4 separate regions of the Anser cygnoides genome follow, and regions 1, 2 and 4 are each linked to region 3. The links are chromatin contacts, called in public Hi-C maps. All regions are on one chromosome and are shown on one strand. Each heading gives the region's core, a stretch centred on a gene start, on an enhancer-like site or on the middle of the called end of the contact. The rest is flanking DNA. Distances are from core to core; before and after follow the strand shown. Region 1 has its middle 73 kb from the start of ZFP36L2. Region 2 holds the start of ZFP36L2 (ZFP36 ring finger protein like 2). Region 3 has its middle 190 kb from the start of TRNAI-UAU. Region 4 overlaps LOC106031640 (a long non-coding RNA gene).

Region 1 (3,949 bases), core at 1,390-3,889, 610 kb after region 3:
CACACTAACTGTATTCAGAACAGCATGAGCAAGAAGAGGAGAGCTACACCAGCCACAGGTGTCCTGCAAGAGCTCCTCTTATTTCTGCCACCCACCACCTAGAGCACCCATTTCTACCTCACCTCCACCCACTGAGAGCCCTGGGATGCTTTCTTGGGAAGAGGATCCCCTCTTGGGGACATCCATGGGCAGCTGTGAGGCCTCTTGGACTGCAGCACTGAAGAGGCTCCCGACCAGAAGAAATAACCCAGAACACATGCGGTTTAATAGATTTCCATGGAAGGCCCTGGTGGAGTCTCAACATCCCTCAACAGGACCCAGCAAGAACAGGTGACTCCAGTGTACGTTTCTTCCCTTAACAAAAAATTCCCACAGAGCAGTTATATCAAAAAATTGTCACATCACCATACAACATCTGCCTTGCCCACTCTGGCGGCCCCTCCTTCAGTCCTTACATATTCTCTGGTCCCATGCTGCTGCCACCCATGCCCAGCCAGGAGCCTCAGTGGCAGCAGCAGTCTCAGGGGACAAGGCCCTGGGCAAGTCATGGTGACAACAGCACCGAGTGTGGGCTCTGGCACCTCTTGTAGCTCTGCCTTCATGGTCCAAAGCACAGTGCCCTGGCTGGTGCAGGTGGTTTCTTTAGCATGAGTGATTTCAATCCTTTACTTGTCAGCAGCACCCAGCACTGCTACCACAACCATGTCTGGGTCCTGAGGACACTGCTGCAACCCCCTTCGCTCCTGTTCACAGCAACATACGCCCAAACCATCATTAAATCTGCTGCTCTCCTGCCTTATCCTAAGCTGCCTGGATGGCTTTGAATCTCACAGTGGCAAGGACCAAGCTGCAGGGGCGGTCACCCCCCCAACACCAAGACCCTCCCCAGCAGAGCCAGCAGGAAACACCTTCACAAGCAAGGGTTTCACTTTCATGTGCACCAGTTTCAGAACCGATCCCTGAAATACTGCAAGAGTTAATGAGCTAATACATAGACTTTTTTTTTTTTTTTGGTTTAAGGGAAAACTCCTGGAATTCTTCTAAAGTCCATTAATTACCTAAAATGCTGCTGATGGAGGAGCAGCACTCATGAAAACAGGACAGAAAAACTGATGTAACGTCATGCCTTGGGCAGGTGGGGTAGTTCAATGTGGAGCGGGGGATAAAGGGAAAGGCTTTTCCAGCAGTGGGATCTGCGCTGCTGGCTGCATCGCACCGCCCCGCTGGGGTCCCCATTCCCCGCTGGCAGAACCCAGCCCAAATGTCCTCCAGCAACCTGCCTCCACCTGCAGAGCTGCACCCCCCTGAGCATCTGCAAGCAGCTCCTCTTCTTCTCCTAGCCTCTGCTATAGGCCCTGAATAACCATTTCCCATGTGGGGCATCAGTCCAGCTGGGCTCTCACCTCTGGGGTCCCATACCCACGGATGCACCCCTTGAGAAATGGTTAGTTTTCAGCTGACTATGCAGTCTTTGGTGCCTGATAACAATTTAAGATAAATAAATACATGACAGATTCTCTTCCTGATGTCTGTGGTTGAGAAATGTTTGTGACAAGTGCCGTTCGTCTGGTAGTTATAGCTACAAATATATTTATATTTGACTTGCACTTGACTTAATACCACATGAACTGGTGAGAGTAAAAGGACATTGATCTTTACTGCTTTGCTTCACAACAAAGGAGTAGGCTCAAGAGGTGGGTTCACCACAGAATATTCATGGATTGCAGTTTGGGCAGGAACAGTTTGTAAACATCAGAAGAAACAGCAAAAAATAAATAAATTTGTGTTGCGAAACAGTAACATATGTCATTAAAAGAGAGTTTACTTTTCAGACACATACAGTGCTCCACATTGTTCCCAAGTTTTTCAAAAGGAAATGATTAGTGTTATTAGCACAGCAGTCCTCTTTTTCAAAAGTTGCTCCAGCCAAGGTTAATGTTTAAGAAGGAATTAAATATTAACTCAAGAGAAAGCACAGAAGTCATAATGGTTTCAGAGCATACATCAGACGCGCAAAGAAATTTTGCTGTGAAAGCAAAAAAGGGCAAGTTTGGTTCCCAAAGCTAAAAATCGTGGTCCTCCTGCCTCACCACCATCACAGAAGGACAGCACTGCCTCTCTGCCTTTCACCCCGGGACAGGTAATTTTTCTCCTGCCTTTGGTTTAGCAATGACTCCTTAACAATAGAAGGTGGATCACAGTGATTTACCCTGCTGAGGAGGGCTGCAATTTGATTCCCAGCCTGAGATTTGCAGGTAAGATAAAGTGCAAAGGTGACTAAACACCACAACAAGCAAGGTCTAGCCCTGTGGCTTTGCCTGGAAGGGAAAACGGATTATTATTATAGCAGCAGATCTAGCAAGATCTGTTCCTTTTCTCCTGTTCCAGCTCCAGTACATGAAAATCTTTGCAGCTGTCTGAAGATGGTTTTATGGTGGCAAAATGACTTGTTGGATTAGTCCACAACATGCATTCTGCTCTGTTCTACAATAATCCCTTATTCTCTCTCCCGTCTTCATGTTCTTGCTGCAAACTTATGAGCAGAGAACAAAGCCATGAATATTAACTAACTGCACCACTATAAATACACTTTTTTTTTTTTTTTACTGCATGTTGTGCTGAACTTCCAAAATCATACTCTCATTAATATGAATGCTTGGTCCTAGATTCTCAGCAGGGCTATATCAACACTATACTTTTCATCTTCAAAGCATTTTAAAGATATTAACTAATTAATTCACTCAACCCCTTTGGGGGAAGCCAATTATCATCATCACGCTGTTCTTACATTTTTACAGATAGAGAAACTGAGGCAGAGAAGTAACTTATTCAGTGCCCCAGAGGAAAGGAGTGTGAGAAAGTTGTCAGGACTTGCTGACCCCCTGTCCTAAACCCAAGTTACTACTGGAGCTCATCTGCACTTCATCACTTGTCACTGCAGTGAGCGTGCCCCTCCTTCCATGCTCATGTAATTTTAAGGCAACTCTTCAGTTCTCAGTCACAGTAAGAAAGAAAAGAAGGGGGAAGAAAGGGGGAAAAAACAGGGGGAAAGGGGGGAAACAATGGAAAGAAAAAGAGAGAAAAGAAAGAATGAAAAGAGAAAGAAAAAGAGAGAGAGAAAGGGAAAGAGAGAAAGAAAGAGAAAGAGAGAAAGAGAGAGAGAGAGAGAGAGACCAAAATATCTTCATGAGGAAAGTGACAACTCACTGAGGCCAACTCAGCCTCACAGGCTGTTTATTACAGCCTGAAAAAAGACTTGCACTTACTGGCTGTTACGTGAGCAAGCGAAGGAAAACTCCTCTTCTCCAGGGAAGCAAAGCAGTACAAAATGAAATCTTAATTCTGCAAGTATTTATTCCTGGGAATGGTGATATATGTGGGCTGTCTGTGGTACTCCAAATGACTAGTAACGTGTACAAATAGAAATCCTACACATTCTGGTTTGGAGGATGAAACTTCCATGGTTTTTGGTTGCTTACTAAATAAATGCCTCTGTGAAACCCAGAATTCTTGAAAATCTCCTCTCAAAGGCCTGTCCCTCTTTCACCAGTGGATCCACATCACATTTTTCAAGTCTCTCTTATCCCTCCTAAGTGAAATCAGCAAAATTCTATGGAACAGTTGCTGGCCTGCACTTCATCTTCTGGAAACCAGTACAAAATGTGTCCTGAGAGATGTAAAACTAACCTGGGCCTTAAAAAGCTAATTTTTAAGAGTGAAAGGCTAAATAAGAGATGTTCATAAGGAACAACCCATACACAGCCTGGAAAGATGAGCCCATGAACACCACGTTACCTGGAAGCATCATTGCTCTGTCCACAACGATCGCGATAATAACATCTAACAATTCAACTGGATTCTCAAAATCCAAACAGTAATTTACAACGAGGTATTTAGTATGGCTGCAGGTGAAAAGGTCTCCAAGGACTTTTAGAAATGCTGTGTATTT
Region 2 (4,015 bases), core at 710-3,209, 680 kb after region 3:
GGGGCCGGCCCGGGGGCGGCGGCGGGGGGCGCAGCGGGAGCAGCAGCAGCAGCAGCAGCAGCAGCCGCCGGCCTAGTCGTCGGAGATGGAGAGGCGGCTGAAGATGGGCAGGCGGCGGCCCGAGTCCAGGCTGGGCGACTCGGAGCCGCTGAGGGAGCCGGAGCTGAGGGAGCCGCTCAGGTAGCTCTCGCGGTCCGACAGCGAGTCCGGCGGGCTGGGCGGCGCGTCGAAGACGGGCGACTCGGAGAGGCGGCGCAGGGGCTGGAAGCTGAAGGGCGGCGAGGCGGGGGGCGGCGGGCAGCCCCCCCCGGGGGGCGGCGGCGGCGGGGGCTGCTGCTGCTGCTGCTGGCAGCGGTAATAGGCGGCGGCGGCGGCTGCGGCGGCGGCTGCGGCGGCGAAGCTGGGGGTGTGCAGGGCGAGGGGCGCGATGAGGCTGCCCAGCTCCTGGCCCGAGAAGGCGAAGGCGTTGTTGGCGCAGGGCGGCGAGAGCAGCTCCTCGCAGTACGACGAGGCCGAGGCGGGCGGCGGCGGCGTGCGCGACCCGCCGGGGCTCTCCAGCAGCGCGGCGGCGTCCAGGCGGCCGCCGGGGGGCGGCGGGGGCGGCGGGGCGGCGGCGTGCGGGTGGTGGTGGTGGTGGTGGGCGGAGAAGCCGGAGAAGCTCAGGCTGTGGTGCAGCTTGGGCCGCTCGCTGCCCCCGCCGCCGCGGGGGTGCCCGAAGCCGCCGCCGCCGCCGCCGCCTCCTCCTCCGCCTCCCAGGGGGTGGTCACGGGGGGCGAAGGCGCGGAGGTCGCCGGTGCTGCCGGCGGGGTGCGGGGCGTGCTGGTGGTGGTGGTGGTGGTGGTGGTGCGGGGGGGCGGCCGAGGCGGGCGGCGCGGCGGCCGTGCCCCCGCCGGGCGCCGGGCGGCGCTCGTCGGCGTTGTGGATGAAGTGGCAGCGGGGGCCGTAGGGGCAGAAGCCGATGGTGTGGAAGGTGCGGCACAGCTCGGTCTTGTACTTGGGGTGGCGGGTGAGGCTGCGCAGCTCGTGGAAGCCGTGCGCGAACTGGCACTTCTCGCCGTACTTGCAGGCGCCGCTCTCCTCGAAGGGGCGGCACAGCTCCGTCTTGTAGCGCGTCGAGTTGATGGGGGCCCCCCCGCCGCCGCCGGAGCCGCCCCCCTTCTGCTGCTGCTGCTGCTGCTGCTGCTGGAGCTGCTGCATGAGGTGCTGGCTGCGCTCGCCGTTCTCGCTGAAGGAGCGGTCCCGGAACTTGTTCTCCTTGTTGAGCAGGGCCGTGGGGCTGCTGCTGCCGCCGCCTCCGCCGCCGGAGCCCGTCTCCTTCAGGCTGCCGAACGAGGAGGAGGAAGAGGAGGAGGAGGAGGAGGAGGAAGAGCTGGAGCCGGTGGGGCTGGGGAACTTGGAGCCGCCGGCCAGGGCCGGCAGGTTGCTGGTCGAGTGCCGCCGCAGGAAGCCCGGCGCGAAGCTGGAGCTGGGGGGGGTGACCGGGGTCCCCACGGCCTTCTTGTCCAGCATGCTGCTCAGGTTGGTCAGGGACTTCTCCGTCTGCGAGCGGGGCGGGAGAAGGGGGGGACGGGGAGCGGGAGAAGAGGAGGAGGAGGAGAGAGCGGAGAGAGGCGGGTTGCAGGGCGACCGCCAGCCCGCGCCGCCCCGGGCACGGCCCCGGAGCCGCGGACGGGGCAGGGACGGGGACGGGGGCACGGAGGCGCCCCGCGACCCCCGCGAAGCCGCCCCGCAGCCCCCTGCGGGGCTCCCCCCGCGCCCCGGCCCGGCCCTTACCTTGCACAAGAAGTCGATGTCGTAGAAGGCCGATAACAGCGTCGTAGACATCGCTAGATCCTGTAATGGTCGGAAACGCAGGAAGGACCGAAAGATCCCGCTCCCCTCGGAGGGTTTGCAAAAGCCACGACTGGGCGGGAGGTGGCGGCGGCGGGGCGGGGTGGGGTAGGGTAGGGGGGTGCCGGCCGCTCACGGATCCGAAACGCTCCCGTCTCCTTCCCGGCGGGGCGGCGGGAGCCGGGCCGGGGCGGCGGCGGCGGCTGCAGGGCAGCGGGCGACCGGCGGGAGCTCGGCGGGGCCCCGCGCCGCCCCCATATAAACGCCGCCGCCAAGGCACGGGGGGGAGGCGCCGGGGCCCAGCGCCCCGCCCGCCGCCCGCCTCGCCCCGCCCCGCGGCGGGGCCGGCGCTGGCCGCCATTTCGGGTCGGCGCGGAGCCGCCTCCTCCTCCTCCTCCTCCTCCTCCTCCACCTCCTCCTCCTCCTCCTCAGCCGCCGCCGCTTGTGCCACGTAATGGGCCCGAGACAAAAGCCCGCGGCCGCCCCGGGGCCGGGCGGGCTCGTTCCCGGCTGCCCGCAGCGCGCTGCTTCTCCCCCCCCACCCCCCCCCCTCCTCGCCGTGCCCGGCGCTGTGCCGCCCCCTGCCGCCCCGCCGAGCTCCTGGTGGAGCGGTTACAAACCAGCCCGGGCCCCGTTGCGCTGTGCTAGCGCCCAGCGCCGCGTTTGCTCGCCGCGAGCCGAGGAGGAGCCCTGCTCGCGGCCGCGCTCAGAGCACGGCGAGCAGCGCTGCGCCCTGGGGCCGGCTCCTGCACCCCTTAACCCAGCCCTCACGGCTTCGCAGGGTTACTCGGGTTTTACGGTCGCCGTGGACCTACTGCTACACTGCTCTGCGTCTGGAGTTGCCCGTCGCTCAATGTAAAACTGCACACACGCTTCAACTTCTTTCCAATAAAGCACAAAAAACAGGGCTACCAGGTAGCCTTACGCTCACTGCTGAAATAACCGAGGGCACAGAACCGAGCCGTCCTTCTGGTACTCACAGGTCCCTGTCCTGCCAGATTTGCTGCTGCACCAGTCCCAAAAGCTGGGAGCTGCGCTAACAGGCAGCTGTCAAACAGTTGTGTGGCCCCTGACTACTCTTAAAAACAGCTTCCAGACGTAACCTGGGCTACTCTTTGCCCAGGAGCTGCAAACAGATGCCAACAAATTAATTTCCAGGCTAGCTCACAGCATGGCTTTATTGCATTAGATAACACATATCCTAAAAAAACAAGTTTCCATGTCGGATTCTAACACTCTCCTTTTGCTGTGCGAAGTCTCACGTTGCATTGTGAATTACTTACATAAGTAATCTCGAATCCTGGAAACCTACAGCGAGTACTTCCACTTCTGTTCAGACGTGAGTTTTTGCCTAGAGTGAGTTAGCCTAGTGTAGTTTGCACACATTCGTTGGGCTCAATTCGATAGCTTATCGTGGTTTACAGCAGATTCCTCCCCAAACTTACGCCGTCACAAGGAGTCGGCGACACGACTGGGATGCCATGGGCAGACCAGGACGGTCGCTCTTCGTGAAGAGCCCGGCCAGGAGCTGACACCGGCTGCAGAGCCGCGCTGCGTTGCACTGTGTTGCATTGCCACCTCCCGGAGACCGGCAGCACGGCAGAGCCTGCAGCCCTCCGAGCGCCGCGTGCTCGCTGCATCGTCACCCAGCCGCGCAGCGAGGCTGTGCCAACGGGCAGCTGCGAGCCGCGAGGCTGAAAGTGAGCAATCGCGTATGGCACATAACTCTGTAACTCTTCCAAGGGGACTGGAGTAACTACATATATCGACTTACAGCTTTGTTTTGGTTATGCCCAGCTATGACCAGACCAAATGTAAAATCATAGCCCTCGACTGAAAGAACATAAATCCTTTTTAAAATAAGTATTTATTTTTGACGTCTCATTTTCACATCACAGCCGACTCCAAATTCCCAGAGAAATAAATCCAGAAAGCGCGACAAACGTTTTTGTACCTCAGACAATGAAATGGTTGAGCACTGGACACATTCCATGCAGCTCTTACCCGAGGGCTCGCTGCAAAACCTTGGGAGGGAGAGCGCTGTAGCACGAGGATGCTTCCTGCACATCTCTGGTGGCCTCGTTCTACCGAGCAGGACCTTCTTTTTCAAGACTGCTTGGAGAGCAAGGTGTTTTGAAGTAAAGACAAAACTATTTTGTTCTAAGTGGAACAGCGCTTTGTTTTC
Region 3 (3,813 bases), core at 130-2,629:
ACATGTGTATCTGAGACAAGTTTAGGTGCCTCCAAATGTTTGCTGAGGTGACTATTTTTACCTAAATCACTAGAAAAGGATTTACATAGGTGTGCAAACAAGAGTGTGTATTTTTTAAAAACCTATTTGTGACACTGCTTTGATCTAGTTAAAACAACAATACACAGCTTTACTCATGGTGTGGCTGTTTGCCATTTCTCTGTAGTTTTCTGAAAAGAAGCAGGCAAACATGATTTATAATACCTGAAATATTCTGATTCTGAAAATGTTAACCAGCTCCTATTTGCAGACAAATCTATCATGTACTCCACAGCTGAATACACCTGAATACTCAGGAATTCATATATAACAGGACTGAAATGGCACAAAAAGAATATAAAGGGATTGTATTAAAACTATCTTGGTTGCTGATGTCTTTCTGATGGACATTTGTTGCACTTTTTCAATCCTATAGTGGAAAGTATTTCGTATTGGAAATGAAGCAGGTAAATTTTTGCTTAATCTGGGTACGGAAGGAAACCCAAGAAAGCTTTCCACATTATAAGCTTAGCAGTAGTTGTCTCACAGGCTGAGTTTGGTAAGGACAGTTGGTGCATTTACAGAACAAAAAACAAAGCAGGAGCATAAACAAATGAGAGGAAGACAGGAACGTGCCCATAAGGGAGCTGTGCTGCAAGAGGATCATGGACAATGGGGGATGTCAAGGCAGGAACCAATGAGTGGAACAGGAGTTTATACTAGACTCAGAAATTTTGAATTTTCCCAAGATCAAGCTTTTAAACACAGATATTTTTCTGTCTAGTGCAGGGGAACGTAATCTAAAAAGGATGTGAGTACATCCACTTTTATGTTTTCAGATTTTTAGTAATGAACCAGAAATATTTTTGATTTTTCAAACATAAAACCTCCACATTCAAGGCATTTCAAGACACTATGTTCACATCACCACTGAATTTACAGCTTCTGATGTTACCCAATTACAGTGTTACAAAAACACGGGAACAAATTCTTCCAAATAACGTTATATTGTGGGTCAGTGTAGTAGAAAGTATTGAGCAATTGCTTTCCATCAAAGATTAAACTGCCTATCGATATGGTTCAGTAATAGCAATGCAAGGGACAGTTACTGCTCATTTGCCAGGGCTGCACTTGTTCACGCAACATTACTTTTTGTAATGGAGCACTAAAGAAAGGTAAAACATCAAGAAGCAGTGAGGAGAGGAAGATCTTTTTCAATCCCTTCTCCTCAGGGACTGACAGACATCAGCACCTGTTCTCTTGTAGATTACAGCATGTAGGTTATTGCGTCTCTGATGTGGTGCTGATCAGGTGTACATCCTGTTTCTATTTCCTTCTTAGAGAAGGAAATCTACAAATCATAGTGAAAGTTAAGAAAAACAGTCTGTTCTACCCTTCACATCAAGACTTCATGTTGTAGTACAATTCTGAAGGGTCAGGAAATGATTCTACAGCTGGTACTTGGAGGGAAGAGAATCAAGTCAGCATCAGTCATAATGGCACAACTTCTGAGGATTAAGGGGTTTAGGTACATTTCTTCTACTTGTTAGCAAACAATAAACATACTCAAGAAGTGACTGGACTAAGTAGAAAGCAGTTCATCCATGTGCACCACAGGGGCTAATTTCAGCTCTGGAAGGGAATTTAGTGTCGAGTGTCGTCCCATAACATCTGAGCTGGCAGGAAGGAATCTGTGTTAAAGAAATGAATTTCACAATTCCCATGAATCTGTGTTGGTATTTTGCATGGTTTGTTGTTTTTTTTGTTGTTGTTGTTTGTTTGTTTGTTTTTTCTCTTCAAATTGGGGCTTCTTCACTACACTTCAAACTGGGGTCTTCACAGACCCCAAGAGCTATGAAGCTGGTGAAAGGACTAGAAAACAAGACATATGAGGAGCACCTGAGGGAATTGTTATTGGGCTTGTAAGAGACCTTGATAAGAGACCTTATCACTCTCTATAACTTCCTGAAAGGCGGTACCAGCAAGGAGAGTTTTGGTCTCTTTTTCTCAGGTGATAGGATGCAAGGAAACAGTCTCAAATTGTGGCAGGGAAGGTTTAGATTGGATAGCAGAAAGAATTTCTTCACAGAAAGGGTGGTTAGCCATTGTAACAGGCTAACCAGAGAAGAGGTGGAGTCAGCATCCCTGGAGGTACGTAAGAGGTGTGGATGTGGCATTAAGTGACATCATTTAGTGATAGGTCTTTGCAGATCAGGTTTATGATTGAACCCTGTTATCTTGAAGGCCTTTTCCAATGTATGATTCTATGAGTTAAAGGGGGGATAATTTTGTGTTTCACACATAGAAGGCAGGAGACCAACACAACAGCTCCATGCTTCAGATTTATTCTGTCCCTATATCCAAGGAGAACTTTTGACACTGTCTGGCAACTGCAGACACAGCATTCAGGTGTGTCAATAATTCTCATGATAGAGAAATGAATTCTACATTGACTCACAAAAAGTTAGATAGCATAAAGCTGCTAACCTTTTTTTCATTGTTTTGTCAATGGATAAGAGGGAATGGCCTCAAGTTGCACCAGGGGAGGTTTAGATTGGGAATTTGGAGAAATTTCTTCTTAGAAAGAATAGTTAGACATTGGAACAGGTTGCCCAGGGAGGTGATGGAGTCACTGTCCCTGGGTGTGTTTAAGGAAATGTTGGACCTGGTACTAAGGGACATGGTTTAGTGGGTGATAGTAGTGGTAGGGAGTAGTGGTAGGTAGACCAGATGGTCTTGGAGGTCTTTTCCAACCTTTATGATTCTGTGATTCTATGATCATTCAATGTTTCAGGCTGTGTGCATGGATGTAAATGGAAGCACAGGTGTCCAGGGGTGAATCTTGGAGCTGTGTGATTCATCTGCCACCAGCAGAGTTAGGTTTAGATCCTTAATTATTCTGTTTGCCAATAGAAGTGTTCCTGACAATGATGAAATAAACCCGTACTGAAAACATTAACTCAGACCCTTTTGTCCATCCAGTCCTTCCTCTTGTCCATAGCTGATTGCTTCACTTTATTAAATGGGTGCAATCTGCTTGAGGGAAAATCTTGTTCTGAGACTATGGAAAGGAGAGAAAGTGAGAGAAATTGAGAAGTAGTAAAATATTATATATATATACATGTGTATATATATGTACACACACACACACTTAACTTGAACTAAGAATGTTAGGATCTCATTCTTTAATTGAAGAAAAAATCTTTCAGTTTTGAATATACAGTGCTCATTATGCTTTCATGATCTTGAGGAAAATAAGCCAGGTCTTTGCTTATTAATCAGGCTGAACTGAGGAAGACTGTGGTGTGTTTGCACAGAAGTTACTAGGGGCAAGCAGTTAACTTGGTTACACTGGCAGCTGGCTGTACCTTGTGTACATATAAACCACTCCAAAAATTTATCAAGAAATCTTCCAATTAATTCATAGGAGAAGTTAAATATTAATGCAAAAGCAAACATTCTGTTGACTTGCTGTGTGGCTTCTTAGTTAGGAGCATAGTAGCAGTGTTGAAATACCAATAGTTTCAAGAAATGCATGCAAAACCTAGCTGTCTTTTCACAAAATATCTATGTATCTGAAACAGATCATAGTAAATTCCACAGTAATTTGCAAAGGGAAAGTACAGGGGAGATTCATGTTATTCTCTCTTTGATCATCCCAGACATTTTTAGTTTTGTAATGTATTCAGTAGTAGGGAGTATGCTTATATTTATTCAGCAGTTATATGGCGCTTCTTCTCTTTTTGGATCAGCAGTGTTTCTTCTGTTTTTGAACAGAACCACAGCATAGCTGAG
Region 4 (3,815 bases), core at 1,162-3,661, 570 kb after region 3:
TGCAGAACAGAAAATTCAAACTCCACAGTCGGAGTATAATGACATGCATATAATAAACATAGAGACTCATCCATGCCACAAAACTCAATGTTCATACCAAAGAATGCCAGTAGGCCAAGTTGTCCATCTTTACAGCATGTAACAACTGGGGACTACTGAGATTGCTCCCAGCTTCATAATTCTCCAACAGCATGACTGAGTGAACACATTTGAAGGAGAAGGGATCCTGATGGAGAGATAGGCACGTGTAAGTTGATCAATGGTGAATGACCAATATGGTTGATACACTCCAGACTCTCTGGCCTTTTGATGTTGATTGTAAGAATGAAGGCATCTATTTGTGTGTTTAAAATTGCAATAAAAGCCCTAATTTAGAGTTGCTTCTTTCAACACTTTTAATAGCAGGAGGCTGAAAGGTTCAAAGTAACGAGCTTCTCTCCCAGAGATCCAAGGTTAAGCAAATAAAGTTCCTTAAGTCTCAATAAGCTATTATCAGCAATAAAAAAACAACCATATAATGATAGATATGGCCACATAAAAGCAACCAGACTGAAGAAACTGGAAAAGCTTATCAAAGTGAAGGGAGGAAAGCAATTCCTGGTCAATATCAGCCCTGATCCAGGACAGAAACCTTCATCTGTTGCTTTTATTTGTTGTTCTTCAGCCTATGAGAGGCACAAATAACCGGTAGGTAACTGGTTTACAGAGAGACCCAATGATAATATTAGAAGTGATTCCACTTCTGAGGTGCAGAAAACTTAAAAAGCTTGTGTTTAGATGATGGAAGATTCAGATGTGATTATAATATCACACTACCACCACCAACAGCATTTTACTTTCTAAAGACACTCTCCCCCAAGTACCTCAAAAGCTGCTGTGAACACCAACACATGAACCAGTGAGGGAACCAAATGTTATCATTCCTCTTTATACTTTACTTCAGTGCAGAAGTAAGCCTAGAAAAAAAAAATACTCTGGTCATCTGAATCCCAAAGCCTTCGCTGTCCTTCCCCAGTAATGTAGATCTGAATCCGAGAGGAAAAGTGTTGAGACCTACCCATAATAGGCTGTGCTGAGGGAAGCGGCTGAAGCAGAATGGGAAAACTGCCCAGGAGATGCCAGCGTAAACAGAGCTGGCAAAGCCCCTGCCTTACGTGATGGAGAAGAAGAGCTGCACGATGGTTCAGACCCACGACTCTCCTGGCAGAGCCACACCGGCTGGGCAGCTCAACAGACCTGAGCCACTTCTGCAGAGATGCACACTCTGCCCAAAACGCTGACAGAGCGAGAGACACGACTGCTGCACAGCTCATCTGTGTGAGCGTGGGTAGTGACTGCCTCAGATGACCCTGCTACAGCCAGGGAAGGAAAAGAAACCAAAAAACACAATACTCAGCTCATCTTTCTTGTATATAGAAGACTTTGCAAGTAATGCAGGGCTTCAGCAAAGTGAGGTTCACACTCAGGCCTAATCTCACCATATTTTGGAGACCACTCACGTAGATGGTTTTATCCTTTTAAGTTACTACTTAATTTGGAGAATAATCATTTTTAGGTATCTCTAAAACCATATCTGTAATTTACTCAGTCTTGCAGACATTTCCTGCGGGGACTTGCGTGCAGACCTTTGTCCACTGAGGATTTTAGGATTCTCTAACTGCCAAGGGGGTTGCAAACAGCAAAGAGGAGTCTACAACCCTTAATATTGACTGAAACATGAAAAACAAATCATGTTATCCAGTTACAAAACATGTCACTCTGCAAACTTCTAGAGGCGTCTTTCTTTCAGGAGCTGGCAGAATTCAGTATATTGGGTTGATGGCATACACTCGCTTCCCCATTGCTCCAAGAGTTAATCATTAGACCATTACCAGTAATGGTCAAAATACCAAGAAGAGAGCCAGTATTTTCTGTCAAAGGTCTGGGAAAATAACATAGATGCAAAGTCCAAGCCCCATTAACTCAGGGAGATGAAAAATGCTAGTTCATTCCCACTGAGATGGCCTGGAAACATATAAAGCAGTTTCTAATTTGTTTGAGAATGCACTTTAGGCTTCATTTTAATAGGTGCTAAGTACATGCAAACAGACATACCGTAATTAAGGTGATCAATCTGCAAGAAGGAAAGCACATAAAAAGAACATCATACTTAAAAGAGTTAAGTAATCATAACAGTAATTATTAATTGCATTATAATTAATAATTATAATGTAATAGATCCCTGGCTGTTCTTTTGCAAGGAGCTTAAAATCATTTCCAGGTACTACATTAAGTTGTGCAACTGAAAGGCATTCTTGAAACAGCTTTTCAGCATCAAATCCCATTTCAGCAAAACTTTTTTTTTTTTCACAGAAGAGCAAAACCCCAAATGAAGCATTTTACATAATACATAAGATGTGTTATGACTGAACTTTAAAAGATCTGTAGAAGAGGAAATATTCTGTAATGAAAATTTTAATTATTTGAGTTTTCATTATCATTAAATTGGAGGCTAAAATTACATGTTTACATACATCTACAGTTACATTCTGTATTAAATAATTATATTCACATATGTATAACATTCTAATCTCTACAGGTTTTCTGGGACAAAAATCGTTTTTCCCACCAGTTCTATTCTCAGACACTCCCAGAGACAAGCACTGCAGTTGTTAACTTACAGACGGGTAAACTGAGACCCAGATTTAAGAACTTGTCTGAGAGTCAGTGGCAGCACAGAGAGCAAAGCCTGACTGGCTCTCCAACTTGCTTTGCTTCAACAGGGCAGGAACTCGTAACAAGGTCTGCTGCGAAGTGTCAGAGGTGGTGCATTCATGTCATGCTGACCTGGCATTGTGCAGAGCCGCCTGCGTGCACAGGCTGTTTGAGCAAACACTGCTGCTTCGTCCCCCGTGGCTGGCAGACATGGGTTTATGCAGGGGTAGTAAGAAGGGGGGAGACGTGGAGACTGGCTCTCACAGACAGCACCCTAACATGGATTTTATAAGATGAATGCAAGTGTAAGATGAAAGCAAGTACCTTATCATGCTTATTTGTCCAAATTAAAATCTATCATGCCAGAAAGTTGTGCATCTATTCTTTTTAAATGACCAAACAAAACATGATTTTGGAAAGTATAAAAGAAAAAAGTAACCTTACGAGCATGGGCCTCATATTATGCATTTATCCACTTCCAAACAGCAAAACCACTCTGTACATTTTGTTTAATTAGCATTTGAATCTGCTCATGTTTGAATCCACTGTAAAATTGCATCAGTAGCTCAAGGACATGGGCAGCTTCTTTGCTGGGACTCTGGAGCAGTCCCCTGAGAACACACCAACTACACCCAGGAGAAGCAGCATCAGAAGTATTTTCTCCATCTCGTGTATTAGAGAAGTAAAAAGGAAAATGACACTTTTATATATTTATCTGCAACTCCTTTTTTTTCCCCTCTCATGAAGTCATACAACCACATAACACACTTACATCACTGCCAAAATTCAAAACCTATAAATAGGGCTATATCCTTTTGGTTCAAATTGAAATATGGGATTCTTTTGAAAAGACAGAGAGGAAAATGGAAAATTTATTACTCAGAAAAATAAACAATGTCCCTTCTATACAGGCATTGTAGCACATATGTTTAACAGTAACCAAATGTGATGTCAAAAACAAAACAAAAAAAAAGAAAGAAAGAAATGAAACAGAGAATTATGATTTTTGGGTGAGGATATAAACGGCAGGAACAGACGAGCAGTTAAAAATAAAGAGCCTATTATATTCAAATGAAACAAAGAATGAGGAGAGAAAATAATAGGCTATAAAAATATATCTG

The links. Hi-C and Micro-C count contacts between places; a contact is called where the count stands out from the background.
Region 1: a Hi-C map of liver shows a contact between it and region 3, with 1.7 times the contacts expected there. The contact joins two enhancer-like sites. A contact is called at or near these places in 2 of 7 Hi-C or Micro-C datasets (both in liver).
Region 2: a Hi-C map of liver shows a contact between it and region 3, with 7 times the contacts expected there. The contact joins the promoter of ZFP36L2 here to the enhancer-like site in region 3. A contact is called at or near these places in 2 of 7 Hi-C or Micro-C datasets (both in liver).
Region 4: a Hi-C map of liver shows a contact between it and region 3, with 2.5 times the contacts expected there. The contact joins two enhancer-like sites. A contact is called at or near these places in 2 of 7 Hi-C or Micro-C datasets (both in liver).

The regions. Positions count from the first base shown.
Region 1 is chr3:28,075,917-28,079,865 of Taihu_goose_T2T_genome, forward strand. No RefSeq gene overlaps it. Among named protein-coding and RNA genes, the nearest start is that of ZFP36L2, 73 kb to the right of the region's middle. Within about 2 kb of position 2,640, at least 1 of the 3 cell types and tissues checked has open chromatin away from gene starts, as enhancers often do. A contact at or near this core is called in liver, where this site is marked.
Region 2 is chr3:28,148,824-28,152,838 of Taihu_goose_T2T_genome, forward strand. ZFP36L2 (ZFP36 ring finger protein like 2) reads right to left here and starts at 1,960. Exons shown (of 2, transcript XM_066993785.1): 1 at 1,774-1,960; 2 at 1-1,539. The coding sequence starts at 1,824. The coding sequence ends at 73. THADA (THADA armadillo repeat containing) reads right to left here. Exons shown (of 39, transcript XM_066993773.1): 39 at 3,679-4,015.
Region 3 is chr3:27,467,817-27,471,629 of Taihu_goose_T2T_genome, forward strand. No RefSeq gene overlaps it. Among named protein-coding and RNA genes, the nearest start is that of TRNAI-UAU, 190 kb to the left of the region's middle. Within about 2 kb of position 1,380, at least 1 of the 3 cell types and tissues checked has open chromatin away from gene starts, as enhancers often do. A contact at or near this core is called in liver, where this site is marked.
Region 4 is chr3:28,037,615-28,041,429 of Taihu_goose_T2T_genome, forward strand. It overlaps LOC106031640 (a long non-coding RNA gene), which reads right to left. Exons shown (of 4, transcript XR_007160855.2): 4 at 2,178-3,815. Among named protein-coding and RNA genes, the nearest start is that of TRNAS-GCU, 60 kb to the left of the region's middle. Within about 2 kb of position 2,412, at least 2 of the 3 cell types and tissues checked have open chromatin away from gene starts, as enhancers often do. A contact at or near this core is called in liver, where this site is marked.